Linked DNA regions of Mus musculus: all the other regions are linked to region 3. A link is a contact called in public HiCAR-type, Micro-C and promoter capture Hi-C data. All regions are on one chromosome and are shown on one strand. Each heading gives the region's core, a stretch centred on a gene start, on an enhancer-like site or on the middle of the called end of the contact. The rest is flanking DNA. Distances are from core to core; before and after follow the strand shown. Region 1 holds the start of Aim2 (absent in melanoma 2). Region 2 holds the start of Opn3 (opsin 3). Region 3 holds the start of Fmn2 (formin 2). Region 4 holds the start of Dusp23 (dual specificity phosphatase 23). Region 5 holds the start of Cfap45 (cilia and flagella associated protein 45). Region 6 holds the start of Cadm3 (cell adhesion molecule 3).

Region 1 (3,487 bases), core at 736-3,235, 1.1 Mb before region 3:
AACCAATACCTACAGTTAGAAAAAAACAGCATTAAACGGGATGCTTACGATACTCAGCAAAAACCAAACCAGGAAGTTAAGGCAGTTAAGTTTCTCTCCATGGCTGACCTTCACACTGTAGACCTGTATACATCACAGTTAAAACATGTTGGAAATGATTGACCTAGTTTTTAAGAAGGTCATATTTTTATTCTTGAGCTGTTTTGTCCTCCTTGTAACAGAGATGGAAAACCAGACATCCCCAGACAAGAAGCCCTGGAGGACACTGTAAGACAAATATTCTCTGAAGTAGCAGGAGGATAGAACCAGCCTCTCCCTGAGCAAACAATGCATACCAATTTACAAGTGTAAAGTGCACTACAGTCACTAGGGCAAGGTTGGGTAATGGAAGCTGTGTGAGGGCAGCCTGTCAATCAAGAGATCTGATTATGCAGAGCCCACCCTTTTTTGTGTGTTGATGTTGAAATCAAAGAAAACCAACCACCAGTAAGTGAGTGGGTGGTGTGCATTGGGCTGGGCTTGTCCCTTAGGCTATGAACTCCCTGGTAAAGCAGGAAATAACTTTTGTGGAGTTCCCTATATCTAAAATACCTCTGGTTGAGACCTCACAGCTGGAGGAGAAACTCTGCTGAGGCTTGTAAAAAGGAAACTGAAAACTAGCATTTGCTTGGGCAGAGCCTTAATATATAATTATTTTGCCCCAGCATCAGGGTTTAGGACTCAGCTATAGGGCCAGGACTAGCCAAGCTTCAAAGTGAAAGAAGATAGTTGAGAGTACTTTCTGCTTTCTGTCTCCCAAGACCTGATTTTCATGATTTTCATGTCCTACTACTCATAGTGAAAATCTTTGTGAGGCGGATGGTTTGAACTCTCAGGACATACACCAGTCCCTGAGTTGAGAACTAAGGCTGCTTTGGAGAGAAGAAAATCCCCTGAGGTAAGTAAGATATGTCAGAAGTTTTCTAGAGAAAGCTTTAGGACCATTTTGCTAATCAGTAAATTAAGAGGAAAGAGAGTCCTGGGTTTCTGAGGTTAGAAAGAGGGATTAGTATTGACTGTATTCTAGAAAAGAATAAGGCTGCAGGAAGCCTGGTTCTAAACCTTCAGTTGACTGAGGAACAGAAGTTATCTTTTATTGCACCACAACTGAGACCTTTACAAAAGAAAGTGCATTTGGCCGTGGCAGGAATTAGAATATATTGTTCAGAGGGTTGACCCAGACTGAGCCTAAAAGGAACTCTGATTTTCTGGGTGTGTTGGTCTGTAGGTGTTTTATTGACATGAATTTATATTTAGAAGAGGGCTTTTGATTTCTAGCTGAAGGGGGAAGAAACATAGGGGCCAGGGAGCTATTTCTCGATAAAAGGTGAGAATAATGGCATGACAGAAAGCCTGTGATGTAACGTTAGCTTGAAAGCATCAGAGCTCAAAATTCTAAGTAACCTTAATCTAAGAAGAAAATATCTAATAAAAAAAATGTGGGGAAAAAAAAACCCAGCATGGTAGTAACACAAAAGAACAATTAAAAAAAAATCAGACACGGAATCAAATAGAAAAAAAAAAAAAAAAAAAAGAAAGAAATGCCAAGCAGATAATGTTACTCCATAATCCCAAATGTTCAAGTGACATGGCATCTTTTAAAAATTATATGTGCTTTTAATCTCTATTTCCTTTACTTTATTAGGTAATAGCAAGTTTATTTCAGTCTAGTTCCAATTGGATCCTGCTTTCCCATTTCCATAGTTAAATCCCTGGAATTTGGGGGAAGGATCATTCCTATGGTATCTGTTGAGGTTTGAATATATGCCGGCTGGTGGCTCCGGAAGGTCTTGGGACTTTCACAAGGAGGAACTTACTGGAGAAACCTTATTGGAGGAAGTGGGTCACTGAGGGCGGCCTGTGAGAGGTGATAGGCGGTCTCACTTGTAACTCTGTTTCTTTGTCTGAGCAAGAATCACAACCTGCCTGCTTCCTGTCCTGCCTGCTTCCTGTCCTGTCTGCCGCCATGCTTCCTTAACTAGCTGCTAGGTTTTTTCCTTGTCGTGATGAAATCCACCCTCATGGACCTGTAAGTAAAATTAAAACCTACTTCTCCCCTATGTTGCTAATGTTCATGACATTTTATCAAAACAGAAAAGAAACTAATACAGCAAAATGCTGGGTCCTGTTTACATATCCAATTCTGTCTTTTGCGGGGAACTGAAAAGAGATATTAAGGAAAAGTGATTGCTAAGAGATATTTAAGGAAAAGTGATTGCTACTTCCTGTTATTTTTGTTGTTAGAGGTGGAATTATATCTGTGTGGCTATATTCTTTTAGTTTTTTTGAAAGATTACTTTCTTGCTTTTTTCTAGGGTGTAGTTTCCCTCTTGTGTTGGTGTTTTCCATCTATTATACTTTGTAGGGCCGGATTTATGAGAAAATATTGTGTAAATTTGGTTATGTCATGGAATATTTTGGTTTCTTCATCTATGGTAATTGAGATTTTTGCTGGGTATAGTAGCCTGGGCTGCCATGTGTATTCTCTTAGGGTCTATATGAAATCTACCCAGGATCTTCTGGCTTTCATAGTCTCTGTGGAGAAGTCTGGTGTAATTCTGATAGGTCTGACTTTATGTTACTTGACCTTTTTCCCTTACCACTTTTAATATTCTTTTTTTGTTTGGTGCATTTGGTGTTTTGATTATTATGACAGGAGGAATTTCTTTTCCGGTCCAGTTTGGAGTTCTGTAGACTTCTTGTATGTTCATGAGCATCTTTTTGTTTAGGTTAGGGGAGTTTTCTTCTATATTTTTGTTGAAAATCTTTACTGGCCCTTTAAGTTGGGAATCTTCGCTCTCTTCTATACCTATTATCCTTAGGTTTGATCTTCTCATTGTGTCCTGGATTTTCTGGATGTTTTGGGTTAAGAGCTTTTTGCATTTTCTTTGACTGTTTTGTCAATATTTTCTATGGTATCTTCTGCATCTGAGATTCTGTCTTCTATCTCTTGTATTCTGTTGGTGATGCTTGCATCTATGACTCTTGATCTCTTTTGTAGGTTTTCTAACTCCAGGGTTGTCTCCCTTTGTGATTTCTTTATTGTCTCTATTTCCATTTTTAGATCTTGGATGATTTTGTTCATTTCCTTTACCTGTTTGATTGTTTTTTCCTGTAATTCTTTAAGAGATTTTTGTGTTGCCTCTTTAAGTGCTTATAGCTGTTTACTGTGTTCTCCTGTATTAAATATTCATTAATGATATTTTTAGGGTATGAAAGGATATCAATATAAAAGTTGAACACATTTTTACAGACTATTTGATTCTCAAAATGCTCAATATTATTAATATGTTTGATGTATAAAATACATTTAAATATTAAAAATTGAAGAAAAAAAAGAAACTAATACAGTAACTACTCTTTGGAACTCAGTGATAACCTTTGTGCCCTTACCGAAAGTGTGGTAAGTATTTCTAAGTATCAGAACATAGTTGTTAATTATGTTGTT
Region 2 (3,957 bases), core at 292-2,791, 1.2 Mb after region 3:
CATCAGAATTGTCAATCAGTGAAAAACCATCATGACTCCTAAATTTTGTTTTAAAACTTTAAAAAGGAAATGATGACAAACACCGTGAGATTTGGGTTTGCCACATGTAAGTTGGCAAATAACAATTGTCAAGGATATTACAGAGACGTTTTTCTCTAAGATCTGGCAAGATCAAGTCAATAGTAAATTATCAATGTGTTTTTAAGGTTTGTGAAAGGGACTTTAAGCCTTAAGAAATATCCATTTCTATTTTAAATCGTTATACAAACAAAATCCCTAGGGGACACACACACACACACGTTTTTCCCAGGCTTAGAATACTGGATCAGTCAACCTTCAACCTGTCAATTCTCAATATAAATCTTCAAGAAAGCAACAAGTTCTACTTCAATTAAATGTACTGGCTGCCCTGCTAATTATGAGTTGGACTCCTTTGCGCCATTTGTAACCTCTGGTGTGACAGAACCTATGTACAGGAAATTAAAAAAAAAAAAAAGTCTCATCCCCTAGGAAGCATTCAACTGTTTATAATTGCTAACGAGTGAAAGGGGGTAAAATACTGCGTTATTTAGGATTCTACATGTCATTCTGAGGAACAAATACTAAATTTGTGAATTAAATCTCTCCTTGTTCTCGCCTCCACTGTTCAGGAGTTGACTTTTTTCTTGCATCTCTTGACTCTACAGGGCCTCATTTCTTTCTCCCTCTGTAAAGTCCACTGTGAGCTGCCCTGTTGAGAGCTACAGTAGGAAGTAAAAATAGATGAGGGGAAATAAGATGGCCAGCGGCAGGGAGACTTTGGAAAGTGCTACAGAGGCAGGAGGGGCTGGGGTTGGTGACTGGCTGGGAAGAAGGGTGTGTAAATCCAGGCAAGGAGGGAAACAGAGTTGGGGATGAAGACCAGATGAAAGGGAGAAGGGAGGCGAGGGTTGGGTATCTAAGGGAGGTTCTCGAGGAGAGAGAGGGAGTTGTGGGTGATGACTGGCTATCAGGGACGATCCCGGGGAGGACGGAGGCCCAGAGCTGATGTACCCGGGGGAAAGTTGAGAGGCAAGGAGAACGCGTCCCGGGCGACTCACCAAAGAGGCTGCCGCTAAACCCGTCCCACGCGCAGCCCACGGCGTCCCACACCCAGCCGTTCCGCAGGCACGACGCGAAGGTGAAGGTGACTCCGAACAGGGATACCAGCAGGTCGCCCAGGCTCAGGTTGACCAGGAAGAGGTGGGTGGGCGTGCGCAGTCTCGGGAACTTGGAGTAGAGAAGCAGCACCAGCAGGTTGCCGCCGACGCCCAGCAGCGCGAGGCAGCCGAGTAGCAGCGCCAGGCGCTCGTACGCGGTGGGGCTGAAGAGAGGCGCGGGGCTCCGCGTGCCCGCCGGTGCTGCGCCCTCGGCGCCCGCCCCGTCCTCCCAGTAGCCCTGGTCGCCACTACGGTTCCCCGAGTACATGGCCCGACGCCGGCGCGCCGTGAGAGAGAGGGCTCGGTGAGCCGGGCGGCCCGAACAGGGTGGATCTCACGCTCTGCGGGCCGCTCAGGCCATTGTGCCCGGGAGCCGCGCCAGGCCCGCCCAACCCGCGCGCACCCGAGGCCCCGCCCTTCGGTGCTAGGACCCCGCCCCACCGCATGAAACTCCGCCCTCCTAGCGTTCTTGCTATCCCACCCTCCCGCGTGGGTCCCGAGCCCCACTAGCTAGCACTTGCAGTCCCTCCCACGGGACCTCCCTGGAGGCCACGCCCTTCTACCTTGCGGCCTCATCCATACGGCAGCCGTTTTGGCCCCGCCCTCCTAAGACTCTTCCGCAGTCTGGCCTGCGGCTCCTCCCTCCCGGAATCTCCTGTTACCCCGCCCTCTGACTCACACCCTTGGCCCCGCCCTCCGGCATACAGCTCCGCCTTCTTAGAACCTCTGACCGCGCCTCTGAGCTGTGGCCCCGCCCTACTGCTTTAGCGGCCCGCCCCTTTTCCCCCCTCCCACCTCCCGGGCGCGTTCCCGCCCAGCAGAGGTGAGTTTCAGAGACCAGTGAGCTCTTGCTCTGCTTCCTTCACCCTTAAGCCGAGGTGGAAACCTGAACAGACTGTACAGAAAAAAAGAGAAAGTAAACTCCCTTACGGAGGTAAATTAGCCACAGCGGATCCTCACAGCCCTCAACGGACTCTAAAGCATCTCGTCCATTCACCCGTTAAGTCACTCACCCTAGCATACACTCATTCATAAATATTTATGAACGCCTGCGCTTAACTCAGTTAAGCATGCTGAATGAAATACTCTCTTTCCTGGGAAGCTATAATAACACCCACCCCCACCTCATACACCCAATAGAAAGAAAACAAAACACTGAAATGCCCGAAGTAGAGCGCCAGCGAAATGATCTCATAAACAGGGAACCTGACGTTAAAAACAAACAAACAAACGCAGCAGGCTGAGTCTCAACTACCTTAGAGCTGGAAGATATGTCCCAGCGTTTATGACAGTGTTCTGAGCTGCCACTCTCAGAGCCCCAGAATAAGGAAGGAAATAGCATCAGAGTGACACCCAAGTCACCCTTCCACTGGATCCCAAGCCTTCTCAGTCTGCAGTAGGTACACCTGATACACAATCCAGTCCAAATGCTTCTCTGGAGGTGATCTCTTGAGCAGTGCCCCGCCCCCTAAGGCTTCAATCCAAATCTAGCAGGTATAGAGAGGATATATTTAGAACAGCACGCATTTTCCACTGGACCTTTCCCCAGCAGCAATGCAAATATAGAACAAGTCAAATATAGATTGTGAACGTCACTTCTTTAGGCCTGCTTTCTCTGTCTCCACTGCAGTCCCCAACGACTACCCACGAGAGGAAAATGTCCCGAGCTGCATGCACCTGAAGATGTCATAGGCACTAATGACTGGTTTGTGGAAACTAAATTGGTGTGCACCAGTGTCCACCCCTCCTCCCACTTGTGTTAGACTCAGTGCATCTCAAAAGTCTTCAATAGTCAGCTAAGTGACGAGATAGCTTGATACCCTGCTGCACTGAGCACTTGACTAAGAGGTTGTGTGTGCCAGCTTCAAAATCTTGATCTTATTTTTAAGACTTCTAACCTGAATTCAGCATCTACAAGGCCTTTGACCTCACCTGCCCTGAAAAAAAAATGTTTTTAATTTTGTGGTTTAGATTTATAGGACCATTTAATAAGTTCTTTGTGCCTCTGACGTCTCACTATAGTAGTCTTCCTACAGTAGGATTGCAACGTTAGTGGAAGGAAGAAAGGAAAGAGTCCTGATTTTTTTTTCCTAAAATATTCATTCTTTGGCACACAGTCTTCTTCTCCTAAAGCTTTCTAGAGGTGTTGAGAGAAGACAATGCTGACCAAATTGGTTCATACATGAGATGCCAGATGCTAAGTGCCATAAACAATTATAAGGCAGAGAAAATAGAGGTGTATATGCTAGCAGAATACTCCCTTCCAGGCAGCTAGGACTAGGATCTTAAAGCCTAGACCCACAGGGACACACCTACTCCAACAAGGCCGCACCTCCACTCCCTGGCTCAAGCATATACAAACCATCATAAGAGGAAAGAGAAAATAAATGTGCTGTTACTTAGACAGCTCTGCATTGAACTCTAAACAAGACCTATGTGCCAAGGGAGGACTCTATTTGCCCCTTTGGAGGGAAACGAGGGCACCAGTATAGCAGAATAATAGGAGATGAAGATAGAGAGGTAAGTAGGTGAGCAGCTGTGCTTTGGCCTCTACTGTATCAACATAATAAGGTTGATACAATAGACCTATAAGGTCCAGAACATTGCCTGCGCAAGAGGTGTGAGTGCAATGAATAAAAACAGTAAGAGCCTCTGGGGGAAATGGTTAACATTTTGATAATTGACAATAGTTATTATAATAATCCTGTGAACTGTTAAGGTCTTTTAGTAGAGTTGATACACATAAGCAAGATACTGCATATATGATTTTGTTAATAAA
Region 3 (3,582 bases), core at 857-3,356:
CCCTGCCAGTCTCCTCTTCTTCCTCTCTGTGGATAAGCTTAACCCCGAAGCATCTACTATCTCTTAATAAATTGAATACTTTACAAATTGACTAGCTGCCTCACTCTGACTTGTCCTGAAATTCTTTTTGGTGAATATCCTCAAGGGCTAGCTTTACCTTCCTGGCTGTCCCTAGACAGGGTAAGTCCTTGGGCTGCAGGAGGCAGCCCTGTCTGTCTCCCAGCTGATGTTACTGACAGGGTGGATCCCATTCATCCCCATTGCTCTTTATCATCGTCCCACCCCCCTTCCCATCCCCCATCCACAGTCCCTAATGTTTCTTCTACTACTTTTGTGACCTTATAATAGAGCTCTGTCAACTCTGACCTGCCTCTCAAAGGCCACCTATTCTCCCACATTCAAAGGACTTGGGGAAAAAAAAATCCGTTTTCTTTCTGCCTTTCTTTTAGCTCTCTGTCCTCCCCTCCCCCTTTGTCTCCTGAACTTCTTGGGTATATCACAGAAGAGAATAGCAAAGAAACAAACAGGTCTGAATCAAAGTTGCTCTGCTAGAGAAAGAGCAAGAACCAAGAATCAAGTATCTCAGTATGCAGCATTCAAGGAGGCCGAGAATTCTAGTGGCCTACAGGCAAAGTGTGCCCTGGGGCAGCCTGCATTCTAGAAGAGAGGAGCCAGTAGTCTTGTGAAAGAGGTGAAATAAAGGCTTTTCAGGCTCTCGGGATCCCTTGGAGACTGAGATATTACGCTGGCACAGTTATTAAAGCTGAGTTCTTCAAACTGTTTACTCAAAAAGGCCACCTAAGGACATCAGTCCACCTGCTCCAGTGAACACTTGTTTTAAAGATCATAGTTTGAGAAAGGATGGTAATTGCTGTCTGGATTTCCAACAAAGAGTAACATTGTTTTACAAATGCTACTTTTATGATTTTTTTTTGCTTTTATTGTTTGCAGCCTTTTAAAATACTAATGAAGCTTTAAGACATTTAACAAAAACTATAGTTTAATGTCATTAAAATAAAGAGGACAATTCACAGTAAGAAAAAGTGATTGTTATCTAGGTCTAAAACTTAGGAAGCCCTGGCCCTGGACAAAGTGTGCTTGGATGGGTTTGCTTGAGAAACTGGTCATCCTTTATAGCACAATGTCTAATTTCCTGTGTTTGTACCAAGGGCATTTTTTTTTCTTTTTCCTTTTATACAGCATCACATTGTGACATGTTTAATATTGATGAGTTTGACCTCCTGGGAGTTATAATTCATGCACCCCTTTTAAATACAAATGTTGTCTAATTTATATGGTAAACACATAGAATTTTGGAGATTAGCATGTTAATCAGCTTTAATCTCAGTATTTTCAGCATCCCCTACCTCTCTTTTCTCTGTCCAGAAAGGTCTCACAAAACCACTTTGGAAATGGCAGTTAACGTCCTGTTCTTGAAGAGGCTTGTGTATCAGGCAGAGAGTCTGGGGAAGGAACCTTTCCCTAAGTAGCATGTTCACAAACCTTAAGAGTGTGCAAAGCCATGGTCAAGTATTTAAGGGACAGGACAGACAGGACAGTCCACCCATTCAACAAGTATTTGAACTGGAGCCATACAGAAGTTCTCTCTCTCTCTCTCTCTCTCTCTCTCTCTCTCTCTCTCTCTCTCTCTCTCTCTCTCTCTCTCTCTCTCTCTGTGTGTGTGTGTGTGTGTGTTCCTGATGTTATGGTACTTCTGACCTGGAATTAGGCTTCGATTTTTCTCCTGTGTTTTTCTCTTTGCAGGTCTGCGAGCTTTGAAGTTTCATCAAACTGTTCCAACATTCCAGTTCTTGAAAAGAGGGCAACATGTTTTATTTTCAAGGTGGAGATGAAGGTCCCAGAGATAACCTGTCAGAAAGATTCTAAATTCGATCTAGTCTGGGATACATAAAGACAGCTCCTGCTGTCCCCACCCCCAATTATGAAGTACTAGAGATAGACGGGTTTTCCTACTTGGTTGCAGGAGGAGCCAAAGGGGGCACTGAAGGGGCGGCGGCGGTGGGCGGGGAGCCAGGCCAAGGCTGAGTCCTGTGCAGCCATTGGTGGGGAGTGCGCGCTGAACTGAGCATGTTCGCGCCCGCCAGCCAGGGCCGCAGCCACAGCCGCAGGGACGGCAGCCGGGAGAGCCACCGCGCATTATGCAAAGCGGCAGCAGATGTGAGCGGGGCCAGCTGGGCGCTCCTCGGCCTCCGCTCCCAACGGCCGGCCCAGCTGCCTGAATTGTCCCGGACACTCCCCTGGCCCTCTCCAGGGCCGAGATGGCCTGAGGACCCCAAGGCGCGGCGGCGCAGCAGTGGGGTTGAAACATGGGGAACCAGGATGGGAAGCTGAAGAGAAGCGCAGGTGATGCCTCCCACGAAGGCGGCGGAGCCGAGGATGCCGCGGGGCCCAGGGATGCGGAAATCACAAAGAAGGCGAGCGGGAGCAAAAAGGCGCTTGGCAAGCACGGCAAGGGGGGAGGGGGCAGCGGGGAGACCAGCAAGAAGAAGAGCAAGTCCGATTCTAGAGCCTCGGTGTTTTCCAACCTGCGGATCAGAAAGAACCTGACCAAGGGGAAAGGTGCCTGCGACTCGCGAGAGGATGTGCTGGACTCACAGGCCCTGCCGATTGGGGAGCTGGACAGCGCTCACTCTATAGTCACCAAGACCCCGGACCTCAGCCTCTCCGCTGAGGAGACAGGCCTATCGGATACCGAGTGTGCTGACCCTTTCGAGGTGATCCATCCCGGTGCTTCTAGGCCTGCTGAGGCTGGGGTAGGGATCCAGGCGACCGCGGAGGATTTGGAAACTGCGGCTGGAGCGCAAGATGGACAAAGGACCAGTTCTGGTTCAGACACGGACATCTACAGCTTCCACTCCGCTACGGAGCAGGAGGATTTGCTCTCAGACATCCAGCAGGCAATTCGTCTGCAACAGCAGCAGCAGCAGAAGCTGCTGCTCCAGGACTCCGAGGAGCCTGCAGCGCCCCCCACTGCCATCTCCCCTCAGCCTGGGGCCTTTCTGGGCCTGGACCAGTTCTTGCTGGGACCTAGAAGCGAGGCTGAAAAGGACACAGTACAGGCACTACCGGTGAGACCTGACTTGCCTGAGACCACCAAGTCTCTGGTGCCTGAGCATCCTCCGTCCTCCGGAAGCCACTTGACCTCCGAGACACCAGGTTATGCGACCGCCCCCTCCGCAGTCACAGACTCTCTCTCATCACCAGCCTTCACCTTTCCGGAGGCTGGGCCAGGGGAGGGAGCCGCCGGAGTTCCCGTGGCTGGAACTGGGGACACAGATGAGGAGTGCGAGGAGGATGCTTTTGAGGATGCCCCCCGCGGCTCTCCAGGGGAGGAATGGGTCCCAGAGGTGGAAGAAGCCTCACAGAGGCTGGAGAAAGAGCCGGAGGAGGGCATGCGAGAATCCATTACCTCCGCAGTCGTTTCTTTGCCTGGAAGCCCTGCGCCCAGCCCACGCTGCTTCAAACCTTACCCACTCATCACCCCCTGCTACATCAAGACCACCACTCGGCAGCTCAGCTCTCCTAATCACTCCCCGTCCCAGTCCCCCAACCAGAGTCCTA
Region 4 (3,962 bases), core at 763-3,262, 1.9 Mb before region 3:
TTAAGAGGGAGAGTGGGAGGGGGAGACCAAGAGAGAAACAGATAAGACAGAGAGAGACCTCATCTGTAGCACGATATGCAGGTCTTCTGTACCCTGAGAGAACAAAGGTGGCTCAGGTAGGACGGATGACCCTACATAAGGGGTGATGTCAAGGGGGCACTGCTGGTGTAGGAGTGCAGCGGCCTGAGGCTGCTTGGAGGCCATGTGGCCAGGGACATGGGTCTCCTTCACTGACCAGTTCTCCTCTATCACATGTCAGGGAACAGCACTTAGAATCCCATCATCCTCAGGATGACAAAGGTGTGTGCTGGAGTCCTGGCCTATCCTTCTGTTTCCCAGAACTGTGACCGGAGGCCTTTCTGAACTCTAGACACCTCATCCAAAGAACAGAAGTGGTTTTTTTTTTTTTTTTTTTGTTTTTTTTTTTTTTGTCTTTTCAACCACCCAGATGTATTGGGAGTGCTGTGTACATGCTATGCAGCGGTGATGAGTTCTTATCAGTTATTACCTCATTTTTGTGGGGTCTCGGCCATCCTGCCGGCCACGTTATGGCTTTGGGGAAGGACTACTTTTGTCCAATAGGAGTCAGAGGGACCTGAAGGATGCAGTACTTTAGTTCACTCCCCTTCCTCCCTGGCCGCAGGAGTTGGGGAGGGGGAAAGGCGGGCTGTTGAAGTCCTCATTTTGTTCGCTGGTAGAACTGGAAGACGGCCTTCTCCTGTTCATACGTCTCAATGGATCCTGGTCGCAGGCGCCGGATCTCAGCAATGGCATCTCCTGCGGCCAAAGCCCGCTCCTTCACCAAGTAGCAGGCTAGCATGGTGCCAGTGCGGCCAAAGCCTAGGGCACAGTGCACTCCAACAGCCTGTGAAGTGGAGACTGATGGAGTAGAGTCCAATGCCCTCCCCAATACTCCCCTGTCCTCACCCCACACATCACAGGCTCTCCAAGAAGTGACATCAAAGCTGTGGGAGGACAGGTGACTAGGAGGCCTCTGGAATGGCTGGTTCCAACTTGGGCTCTCAGCCTACATCGCCTGGCCTCTATCCTGTGCTGTCTTGTATAGTACATCCAGCCACTTGTGGTGCTATTTTTCCTGAAATGTGTCAGTCCAAACTGAGCTGAGGTGCAAAATACTTACCAGGCCCTGAAGATGCGGCATGAAAAAGACTGGACATGCCTCATTAATAATTTGTTTCATATTGATTCTATGTTGAAATAATATTTTTGACTTATTGGATTAGTACAAAATTAACTTCACCTGCTTCTTTTTCATCTTTTTCGTTTTTTGTTTTTGTTTTTTTTTTAAAACGTAGCTGCTAGTAAAATTTAAAATTACAAGTGTGTCTCTATGACATTTGGACCTCTAGTAAAAGGGCTTTGAACTGATTCCGTCTGACATAGGCGCTCCCTGGACTCCTGGAAGGATTTCACTTGACAGTACTCTCTCTCCAGCCTACTTGGCACCACCTCTCCTAGCAGCATAGTTGACTTTAGTCAGGGAGTGGGTCCATCTAGCTCCCACCCCACTTAGCCCTGTCACCCCCGCCCCCAACCCCAGGCTCTCCCACTCTTTTCGGACTCCAGCTCCGGCCCCGCCCACTCATTTCCTTCCAGGCCCCGCCCTCTCGCTCTGGCTCACGAGCGTGCTGACCTCTCCCCGGGCATTGGCCTCGTCCACGATCTTCACAAATTGGTCGATCTGTTCCGGGGACGGCGGGCAAAAGTCAGGGATGCGCATTCGGTGCAGCGTGAGGCCGGGACAGCTGTCACTGTGAGGGGGTCCGCGCTCCGTCAGGGACACCAGGTGCCGCACACCCTGGTCCAGCAGGAACTGGTAGTGCGCGGGCAGCCGGGGCAACGCCAGTCCGGCCAGCCGTCCCGGAAGCACCCAGGAGAAGTTGGGGGGTTGCACGCCCATCGTGGGGGGAGTTTACTCAGGGCGAGGCTGGCCTTTCCTACTCTGCCGGGAGATTGGGTCACCCCCCCTCTGGGGCTGGATTCCGTCCCCGCTCAGCACTTGCCCTAGCGGGCCACGTAGTCTCTTGGACCCTCCCCCGTGACGCTCCTCCCCACCCAGGGTTGGCTGAACAGCGGGGGCGGGGCTAAGACGGCTCCAAGGCAGGCAGAGAAACCCTACAGCCCAACGGACGCGAGCAGGGCACTCGTTGATAGGCTGGGTAATCAACAACAAGCGTGATTATTGCAGCGGGGAGTGAAGGCACTAAGGAAGCCTGGAACCAATTAATTGCTCCTGTAGAGAAAACAGCCCAGGGCTGGGCTCTGCTGCTCCCTGGTGGTGCGTTGGAGCTACTGCATCGTGGGCCAGCCGCCTAACGGCCTGGTCTCTTCATAGTTTTTATACAAGGGGTTTAAATAGTGATAGAAAAATCTACTTCTGCCTGGGCGCGGGTGTGAGTAGGTAATCTCTTCAATGACCAAGCAGTCATGGTTGCTGTCTTCTTGAGTTCTTGAAGTAAGAGGGAACTACTATGTCCCAGACAATAGAAAGTTTTATTTTTCTACTGCCGACAGTAGTTAAAGGATGGGGGGTGGGGAAATATGTGGCACTGGAAATGGTACTCAGGGTAATATAGTAACCACTATCAACAACATAAGGGTTAACAACATTTAAGCTTTTGCTTTGTGTTAGGTACTTGTGCAAATACTTTTTATATATGTTAATTAATCGCCATAAGGTAGGTGATCACAGTAACCCCATTTTAGAGATGAGAAAACTGAGGCACCGAGGAAGCTAAGGAAGATACCATTCTCCAGAATCTCTCTCTCTTTTAAAAAAATGTTTATCTTATGTATATGAGTGCCCTGTAGCTGTCTTTAGACACACCAGAAGAGGGCATCGGATCCCATTACAGCTGGTTGTGAGCCAACTTGTAGTTGCTCAAATTTGAACTCAGGACCTCCGGAAGAGCAGTCAGTACTCTTAACTGCTGAGCCATCTCTCCAGCTCCGAAATCTTGTTTTAAAAATTATTATTATTTTTATTTTATGTACATTGGTGTTTTGCTTGCATGTGTATCTGTGTGAAGGTGTCAGGACTCCCGGAGCTGGAGTTACAGACAGCTGTGAGCTGCCGTGTAGGTGCTGGGGATGGAACCTCTGGAAGAGCAGCCAGTGCTCTTAACTGCTGAGCCATTGTTCTGTCCCCCTCTCCAGAATCTTTTAATGGCACACTTTCCTACAGTCATCCAGGAAATGACAGTGTTACACAGCCATCTTCACATTCTTCCAAACATTTTGTGTTTAAAACCCTGGGTATTTTCTTAACCGGGGGCCTAGGGACATACTGACCTAAGCCCACAAGACCTGGGTATGAAGACATCCTACCCTCCCTTGGTTGCTGGTCATTAGGGTGAAAATCTGGGCCTTGGGAGCCATAACAAGCCAAGATGGGCTACTTGTCTCTTCAATGGGCCAATTAAATAAACCTGCTAGTGAAAGCGGGAGGTGGTTTATTCAGTGTGCTACATTAGTGAGAGAAACAAGGAGGTCCAGTCCCTACCACCCAAGTCTATCTTTAGGGTCCTGGTATGAGGATTAGGCTTAGGTAGAAGGTAAGAGTTATGTATAACTGAGTGTTCCTGGTCAAGGTGTGGTTCTCCATGCCCCCCTTCACCCTAGCCTCTGCTTTCGTCTCTCATACAAGGAGACAAGTTCCCCATCTCTCAAACACCAGGCTCCCAGTCTTTCCCTTCTCCTGCGTGAGGCTCTCGGGGGAAATTCCAGGATCGTGGAGTCCATTGTTTCAGCAACCGGGCAGCGGGAGGGCTGTCCACGGCATCAGCAAAATGGAAGGATTTCTCCTTTCCGAGGTGGATTGCCTGCTCTGGCTCAGTGGGAACGAACCTTGACGGCAGACAGCTGTGTCTGGAAGTAACATTTCCAGGAACTGTCCGTGTGGGCAGATCACTTCTTGGGTTCTCTGCTTTCTCTGTCTACCT
Region 5 (3,423 bases), core at 814-3,313, 2.0 Mb before region 3:
GCATGTGTATGTATGTGTGCTTACATATGTGTTCATTGCATGATGTGCATGCATGCATGTGGAGACTGGGGTTGGTGCTGGGTTCCTCTTTCAATTGTTCTCTACCTTACACACTGAAGCAAGATCTCTCACCTGAACCCAGAGCTTGCTGATTCCATTAATCTAGGAAGCCAGACTGCTCTGGGACCTTGACCTTGACTCTGTTTCTAGGGAATCACTGGAGGGACTGTCATATCTGCCCCACCCATCAGGCATTTATGTGGGCTTGTGGGTTCCGAACTCTGGTCTTCTGGCTTGCGTGGACAGTATTTTATCCAATGAATCATCTCCCCACGTCCACTTACAGCTTTACAGCACCAGCAGTTAGGGGAATACTTTTTCACAGACTGGCTTCTGGCTTTGTTCATTCCCAACCGCATTTTCCCTCCATTTCCAGATCCGTTAGGCAGCAGATACCACAGCCCAACTATATGGAGAAAATGGCTGATAGGTTGCCGCCTGGATGTCCGATGAGTTGATTTAGTCGCCTGGTGTAAGGAGAGTTTCAGGAAGTTTTCCTAGCCTGGAAGAGTCATAACTGTATGTGCGAGTGCGCGAGTGATGGAAACCACACCAGCATGTATCACTAAATCCAGAATAAATGTTTCTTTAAATCAACTTACATTGCACAAATACATGACTAAGCAGACATATTGCTCAGGGCTTTGCTATGAGCCTCACAGTGGCTCACACCAAACAGCAGCCTGGAACGAGGCACTCCTAACTGGGAGATACCTTCAGGCAGAACACTGGGGATCGATTTCCTGATGGCTCACTTGTCACCCTCCTCTCCCTGCCTTTAACTGTTCCTGCGGTGTGGCAGGAAGAACACATCCTTTGTTTTGCAGTGCCCTCTTTTTGGCCTTACTTTGCTGTTTGGTGTGGGGGCTAATAACTGCCTAAGAGAGGTGTGGCTAGTAATTGGATTCCCAAGGAGATAAGAGTTGAGGAATCCTGGAAATGAGCTGCACAGCTTTTTGGATTAAGCAGCAGCGATGGCAGCAGAATAATCGGTGGTGGTGGCGGTGGTGGCGGTGGTGGCAGAAGATTGTCTCCCTTCCTCTACTACCTACTACTAGGGTTTGTCAACAGTTTTCCACACTTAGGTTGGAGTAAGGTTCTCTAAGACAAGTTTGGAGGGAGACTTGGGGGTCTGGAGAGACCAAGAGCTCAGAAAATAAACATCTGAGAAAGAAAAGCAATCCCTGGTTGGTAGGAGGTTTTGTGGGGTGTGGGATGTGCAGGATTCAAGGACTGCTCAGCCCTGTCCTGTAGATCTTACTAAGGTACAAGGGACCAAGGTGAAACTGTGAAAAATCTTAAATCCTGAAATTATTCCCAGGAGACGTGTTAAAAGCCAGGTTCCCCTAACTTCCTGCCATGGATTTTGACTTTGTTTAGGGTAGGACTTACATTTTGAGTTTGTTTATTTATTTAGTGAAATACATTGCTAAGCTGCCCAGGTTGGTTTTGAACTTCCTGTCTTAGACTCCTTGTATTTTCAGTTAAGTCCCTCAGATCTAAGCTTGTGAGACCGCATACGCATCTTCAGGGCTAGAAGTGTTCTTTGGTCTAGTCAGACTCCTTCCTACTGTGGAATGTGTTTGGTTTAATGCTGCTTGCCTCTCAGCAGCCTGAACTCTCATCAGGTTTGGTTTGAATCCTCCCGGAACCCGGTAGCGGTAACCATGGTAACCTAGGGTGGAAGGGTCTGTGAGGGTAAAACCAGGATCCTCGGCTTAGCTCTTGGGGTCTTGATAGTTGAGCCCTCCGGGACCCATGGAAAGTAGACCCTTTAAAGTCTGAACCTGGCTTGAACTGGGTTAAAAGCCAAAGTGGACATGATGGGCGTATCCAAAGGGCGCAACCTTCAAGAGCCTGGTTCCAGCTACTCTAGGGCGGGAAAAGGTTGAGGGAGGGGTTCCTGCTTCTAAACTACCTCGTGACTGCTCCAGGAATTGGGCGGGGCGAGGGCGGGTCTAAATCGCTGAGTGCTAGTTCTTGGGTTGCTATGGTAACGCGTCAGCTCCGGCGGAGCCGGTGGAGGTGCCTGCAGCTGAAGCGGCCGCAACGATGGTGAGGGTCTGGGTAGCTGTAGTTCTTGAGTCCTGAAGTGGTTTGGGGCTCTGAGAGGGAAAGGTGGAGCTTTCTCTAAGAGTCTGGGGAAGACAGGAAGTTCTGGGAGTGAGGACGGGACGACGGCTGGAAAGGAAGTCTCAAAAGACTGGTAGGGTTGAATGGGGGATGTGCTGCACCTTCTCCCCCATCCTCTTGAGCTGAGTCCTCTTGGGCTGTGACGTGAGATGTTGAGAAGAGCACCCGTTAGAAGACCATAACCAGCAGGGTGATCATGGGAAAGGCACCTAATGTTTCAGAAGAGCCTCTGTTCTCACTGCGTGGGAATGATTTGGGCACATCATAAGCATTAGTGAATGAATGAATGAATGAATGAATGAATGAATGAATGAATGAATGAGGCAGGGAATTCCTGGGGGAATGATTGGGATAAGTCTGCCAGTCCTGATATTCTTTGGATGGCGGCGGATGGTCATGGTCATAGACTGTGAAGACCAGCAGGGCCTCGCAGGAGCCTGTGTTGGCTCTGAAGTGTTAGGGGAGTCTGCGGACAGGTGTCGGGGCGTGTGGTTACTGGAACTTACTTGAAATGGCTGGCCACTTGGGTGGCTGAGGTGGATATCTGGGTTGTCTTGGTAGGCCTCCTTTAGTCTCAGTGTCTGTCTTGCTCTTACGGGATTTAGTGGGTTTCAGAAGAAGCTGGGTTCCGAACTTCTGAGGACTCCCTGGCGTGCAGGGATGGGGGTCCCTTTTGGCTGTACATTTTACTTAACTGTCTTCCCTCAGCACAGCAGTGTGTGTGTGTGTGTGTGTGTGTGTGTGTGTGTGTGTGTGAGAGAGAGAGAGAGAGAGAGAGATATGACCTGACACTATGCCTGGTACCAAAGGACAAGTGTTAGAGGTAAGTTCTTCTGTCCTGTGTTAAAGGTGCCTTTTTCCCTAGCATTCAAGGGAATGCTAATCTCTCCCAAGCCCAGAGATTCCCACCCAGAGACCACTCAGGACAAGAGTTTGCCAAACTTACTGACCCTAACTTACTGGAATTTTCCTTTGGATAGGAATGGGCATACAGACATGTCAGGGGGCAGTGGGTTTGAGTAATCACCAGCAAGCCAGGAGTGTGTGTATAGTGCTAATCACAGCTTTTTGTTTGAGAGCATGGAGGGATGAGAGGTGGTGGCAGCAGGGAGGCTCATAGACAAGCTTCCAGAACTCCCCCAAAGAAAAGGATCAATAGATCCTATGGAGGGAGAGGCTGGAGGCTCATCTTCAACCCTGGTGTCAAGTTACCGGGATATGTCACAGGTG
Region 6 (3,404 bases), core at 782-3,281, 1.1 Mb before region 3:
TTGCCTTGCACTGAGCCCAATGTCCCCAGGACTGCTCATCTACCCTGTGAGTGGGGTCATCAGTTCAGCCCTCTGGGGACTGGGGATTCCATGTACAAGAGAAGGGACTGCCATCTCTGTGGTGATAGTAGGAACTCCCTTTGGGGAGCTTGGGGAGTAGAGAGTGGAAAGAGTCAGCCAACCAACTGTAGAGAGGGGATCCCCAGGGCCCCCTTACCAGGGGAAGCTTCTTTACCAGGACAGAGACAGGGTAAGGGGAGGAGGTCAGGCAAGGTGGAGCTATTATTCCTCCAGCACCCTGGCTCTCAGCCGGCTTTCCTCAGATGAAATTCTCTACATCATCCTCCCCAGTTCCAACCCCTCCTCTCTCCACCCCGCCCCGCCCTGTGCCCATCCCTGCTGGCCACTGGGTCCATCGCCCAGGAACCGCCTCCCCTTTCTCCTCCCCTGCGGTTCTTTCTGGTTTTCCCCACCGTTGGCATCTGGCCGGGCATAGCCACCACCCTCCCTCTACTCTCCCCACTTCCCCTTGCTCCGCACTGGTCTTGTTCCCTTTCCCCTCCCCCACCCAGCCCACCTCTGACAGGCCGCGGGAGTGAGGAGGATACATTCCTTTAGTCCCTCCACTGCTGGTCCTCCCTCCTCCGGGAACCTGAGGCTCTGAGCTGGGGCGTCTTTCTTCCTATCTCTACACAGTTCTTCAAGCCACCCCATTAACCACCAGCAGCCTCTAAGAAGGCTGAGGTGCCCCCACAGCGCTGACCTACATAGCTTGGCCTGGGGCGGGAGGGGCTCTTCCCCAAGTCCCCTCTCCCCTGGCCCCGCCTCCTTTCTTCATTCCCCCCCCCCCCACTCCCTTCCTTCACCTCTTTACCTTTACAAACCTAAGAAGGGTTGAGTTTTAGACTGGGGCAAAGAGGCTAGTCTGCTACCCCACCCTAAATTTGGAGAAATTAATGTTCAGCCCAGGAAAGCTTTGGTTTTCCCATAGATCCTTCTCCCCAAATATCTTGCTCTCTCCGTTTGCTGCCCCGCACCCAAGTATAGGTTTCCTTGCCCAGATTTTAGCACCACTAGGACTAGAGCCAAAGTGGGGCCCCCTCCGCCCTGTGTTGTTGTTTTGCTTCAAGGAGAAGCCCCCTCTCCTTTGCCCACGCCCCCCTCGACAGCCTCACCCAGGCCCCCTTGCCTGCCCACTCAGAGCTCCGCGGCGGGTGGGGGACGCGCGGGGGAGCAGAAATGTTTGCATACAGCAGTTTTGGGGATCGTTCTGGCCACCCAACCCCTACAGACATACATACAGAAACACCCAACACACGCCCTGACTGAAACAGCGACAAATCTCACTCCGCCCCCAACACACACTGACACAGACATACACACAGACTCTGACACAGAAACGCAGCCCCAGACACCAACATAGACGCGCACACCCAGACACACACGGACATCAACACATCCAGACCCCGGTTGCTCAAAATAGACAGCAACCCCCGAGATCCACATCCCTGCTGCACACGTAGACATACACAGTCGGTCGTGTACATAGGAGGTGCACACGCCGGCACACCCCACGGTCCTCAGAGACAGCGATGCTCAGAGACAGACACAAGGGTATTCCAAGAGGCTGGCGACTTGAACCCTCGCTTCCAAACAAAGCCAACAGGCTCCCTGCGCCCGGCTCCCCGTCTGAACCCCCACCTCGGGGCACTGGCCACCTCCCCTGGCGCCGCCCCCTCCCTCACTCACCGTCCTGGGAAAGATTGGCCCCGCCGGGCGCCCAGGAGCAGGCGAGGAGCAGGAGCAGGGGCAGGGCGGAAGGGGCCCCCATCGCGCTTCCTGGCCACCTCCCTGGCTGGGCGCTGGCGAGCCTAGATCTCCGGGGACTGGGGCCGGGGGTTCTGGGTAGCCGGCGTCGCTGTCCAAAGGGGCAACCCCGGAGCGGCTTCCAAGCCCGGGGCCGAGGCGGGTACCGGGAGGGAGCCGGCGCTGCTGCAGTCGCCGGGATTAAATAGGGCGCTCGGAGCAAACCATTCGGTTGGAGGTGGAGGGGTGGTGACGGGGGGCTGGGCTGGTGGCGGGGGGGCCTGGATGCCGCATTCCCTACTCCCCCTCGCCTCCCACACCCCCTCCGCGCTTTTGTGGTGCCTTCCATCTTCTCCCCCGGGAGCTCCTCCAGCATCACTCGGGTGTGGAGCAAAGGGAGGGAGCTGACTCAGAAGTGGGACCCCATGCGCACCCCTCTTATGCTTGGGGTGGAGAGAGGGGAGGTGGACAGGGCGGTGGGCCAGCTGGCGACAGAGTCCACTGCAGGCCTGGGCAAGGGCGTGCCCACTTGCCTGAGGTCCTCCGGCCCCGCCTTCTCCTTAGGCAACCGGGATCCCCAAAGCTAGGACACCCCTCTCCACTGTGACCAAGGATGCCTCCCCAGGGTACCTAATTACTCAAGGCATTCTCCTAAGCATAAACCTCCGTAGTTCTCTTACTCAAGACCCTCTTCTTAACTGTCCAGCAACAATTTGTGGTTCCAGGCAACATCCCTTGCAAAGCCGACCCCAGGAGGCCACCGAACCTAATCTCCTTCAAGCCTTCTTTAAAGACGTTATTCCAGACACTAAACAAGGAAGTATCCTGTAAAGTTACTTGGTATTTTCCTCCTCCGTGCTCTGTCTTAGACCCTCTTTCCTGAAACTAGCCTCTCAATATCCTTTCTGCTCGGTCTTTCAGGGGCTCTTCTCAACTTTTAGCTAGTAAGAACCCAGGGTGAAAGCCAGACTCACAGACCCTCTTACAGACCAAGAAGCAGTGAGTAATGCAGCTCTTGTTCCCTGAGGCTATAGAGGAGATGGATGAGAAAGACTGTGTTTGCAACTTGCTCACATTCAAAAAGTCCCGAGTCCCTAGTGTTTGCTGTTCTTCTAGGTTATCTCTGAAAGAGTTTTGGTGTGTTTAAAAAAAAGGATCTTTCTGGGTTCGTTTGGTCGAAATTTAGCTTTGGAGAATACATTTCTAAATTTTAGAAATCAGGGAATTTTAGGTATGCCAAGAATTCTTAGAGTATACCTGATCTAACCCAAAGGAAGTTAGCAGATCTAATCCAGGTTTTACATTCACTTAGAAATAAAAGATCCAGCATTAGGAATGGTAAAGAAAAGTACATAGTGCTTTATTCTACAAGTGGGATGTGGGTGGTTCTAGTAACATCTCCAGTCCATTTTCTGTGCTGCTTTCCTCTGCTAGTATTTAATGTTTGGGTAATCTTTCCTTCCTTATGTCAAGGCTTCTTAACTCTTTATGGTGATGTAGCCAATGTCTCTGTCACCTAAGAACCTGGGGACAGCCTGCAGAACATATTTCGTAACCAGTAAAGCCTTGTCTAAGTGACAGGCAGTTATCTGGGGCTG

What was found. Promoter capture Hi-C pulls out the DNA fragments that hold promoters and counts their contacts. A called contact is a pair of places that touch in the nucleus more often than the background predicts. HiCAR-type assays count read pairs that join an accessible place to other places.
Region 1: a contact with region 3 is called in a promoter capture Hi-C map of embryonic stem cells, with 3 times the contacts expected there. The contact joins the promoter of Aim2 here to the promoter of Fmn2 in region 3. A contact is called at or near these places in 9 of 39 promoter capture datasets (the 3T3-L1 cell line, the HPC-7 cell line, the SN4741 cell line and 6 more) and 2 of 115 datasets of contacts at active chromatin or transcription factors (neural tube and stem cell-derived neural progenitor cells).
Region 2: a contact with region 3 is called in a Micro-C map of embryonic stem cells, with 2.8 times the contacts expected there. The contact joins the promoter of Opn3 here to the promoter of Fmn2 in region 3. A contact is called at or near these places in 5 of 39 promoter capture datasets (cranial neural crest, frontonasal cranial neural crest, hippocampal neurons and 2 more), 2 of 484 Hi-C or Micro-C datasets (both in embryonic stem cells) and 4 of 115 datasets of contacts at active chromatin or transcription factors (astrocytes, embryonic forebrain, embryonic stem cells and 1 more).
Region 4: a contact with region 3 is called in a HiCAR-type map of astrocytes, with 5 times the contacts expected there. The contact joins the promoter of Dusp23 here to the promoter of Fmn2 in region 3. A contact is called at or near these places in 4 of 39 promoter capture datasets (the 3T3-L1 cell line, cranial neural crest, hippocampal neurons and 1 more), 1 of 484 Hi-C or Micro-C datasets (embryonic stem cells) and 2 of 115 datasets of contacts at active chromatin or transcription factors (astrocytes and embryonic forebrain).
Region 5: a contact with region 3 is called in a promoter capture Hi-C map of pre-B cells, with 3 times the contacts expected there. The contact joins the promoter of Cfap45 here to the promoter of Fmn2 in region 3. A contact is called at or near these places in 6 of 39 promoter capture datasets (cranial neural crest, embryonic stem cells, frontonasal cranial neural crest and 3 more) and 5 of 115 datasets of contacts at active chromatin or transcription factors (embryonic forebrain, embryonic stem cells, forebrain and 1 more).
Region 6: a contact with region 3 is called in a HiCAR-type map of astrocytes, with 4 times the contacts expected there. The contact joins the promoter of Cadm3 here to the promoter of Fmn2 in region 3. A contact is called at or near these places in 7 of 39 promoter capture datasets (the 3T3-L1 cell line, 3T3-L1-derived adipocytes, the C10 cell line and 4 more), 4 of 115 datasets of contacts at active chromatin or transcription factors (astrocytes, embryonic forebrain, embryonic hindbrain and 1 more) and 1 of 9 other capture datasets (liver).

What each region holds. Positions count from the first base shown.
Region 1 is chr1:173,418,619-173,422,105 of GRCm38.p6, forward strand. It overlaps Aim2 (absent in melanoma 2), which reads left to right and starts at 1,986. Exons shown (of 9, transcript NM_001013779.2): 1 at 1,986-2,068.
Region 2 is chr1:175,691,091-175,695,047 of GRCm38.p6, forward strand. It overlaps Opn3 (opsin 3), which reads right to left and starts at 1,542. Exons shown (of 4, transcript NM_010098.3): 1 at 1,080-1,542. The coding sequence starts at 1,446. Gm39707 (a long non-coding RNA gene) reads left to right here and starts at 1,956. Exons shown (of 3, transcript XR_865748.2): 1 at 1,956-2,001.
Region 3 is chr1:174,499,719-174,503,300 of GRCm38.p6, forward strand. Fmn2 (formin 2) reads left to right here and starts at 2,107. Exons shown (of 18, transcript NM_019445.2): 1 at 2,107-3,582. The coding sequence starts at 2,328.
Region 4 is chr1:172,630,962-172,634,923 of GRCm38.p6, forward strand. Dusp23 (dual specificity phosphatase 23) reads right to left here and starts at 2,013. Exons shown (of 2, transcript NM_026725.2): 1 at 1,655-2,013; 2 at 1-865. The coding sequence starts at 1,921. The coding sequence ends at 680. It overlaps Gm35601 (a long non-coding RNA gene), which reads left to right and starts at 2,019. Exons shown (of 5, transcript XR_001779542.2): 1 at 2,019-2,180.
Region 5 is chr1:172,519,067-172,522,489 of GRCm38.p6, forward strand. Cfap45 (cilia and flagella associated protein 45) reads left to right here and starts at 2,064. Exons shown (of 12, transcript NM_027972.1): 1 at 2,064-2,115. The coding sequence starts at 2,113.
Region 6 is chr1:173,365,664-173,369,067 of GRCm38.p6, forward strand. Cadm3 (cell adhesion molecule 3) reads right to left here and starts at 2,032. Exons shown (of 9, transcript NM_053199.3): 1 at 1,750-2,032. The coding sequence starts at 1,831. It also overlaps a transcript of Aim2 not described here.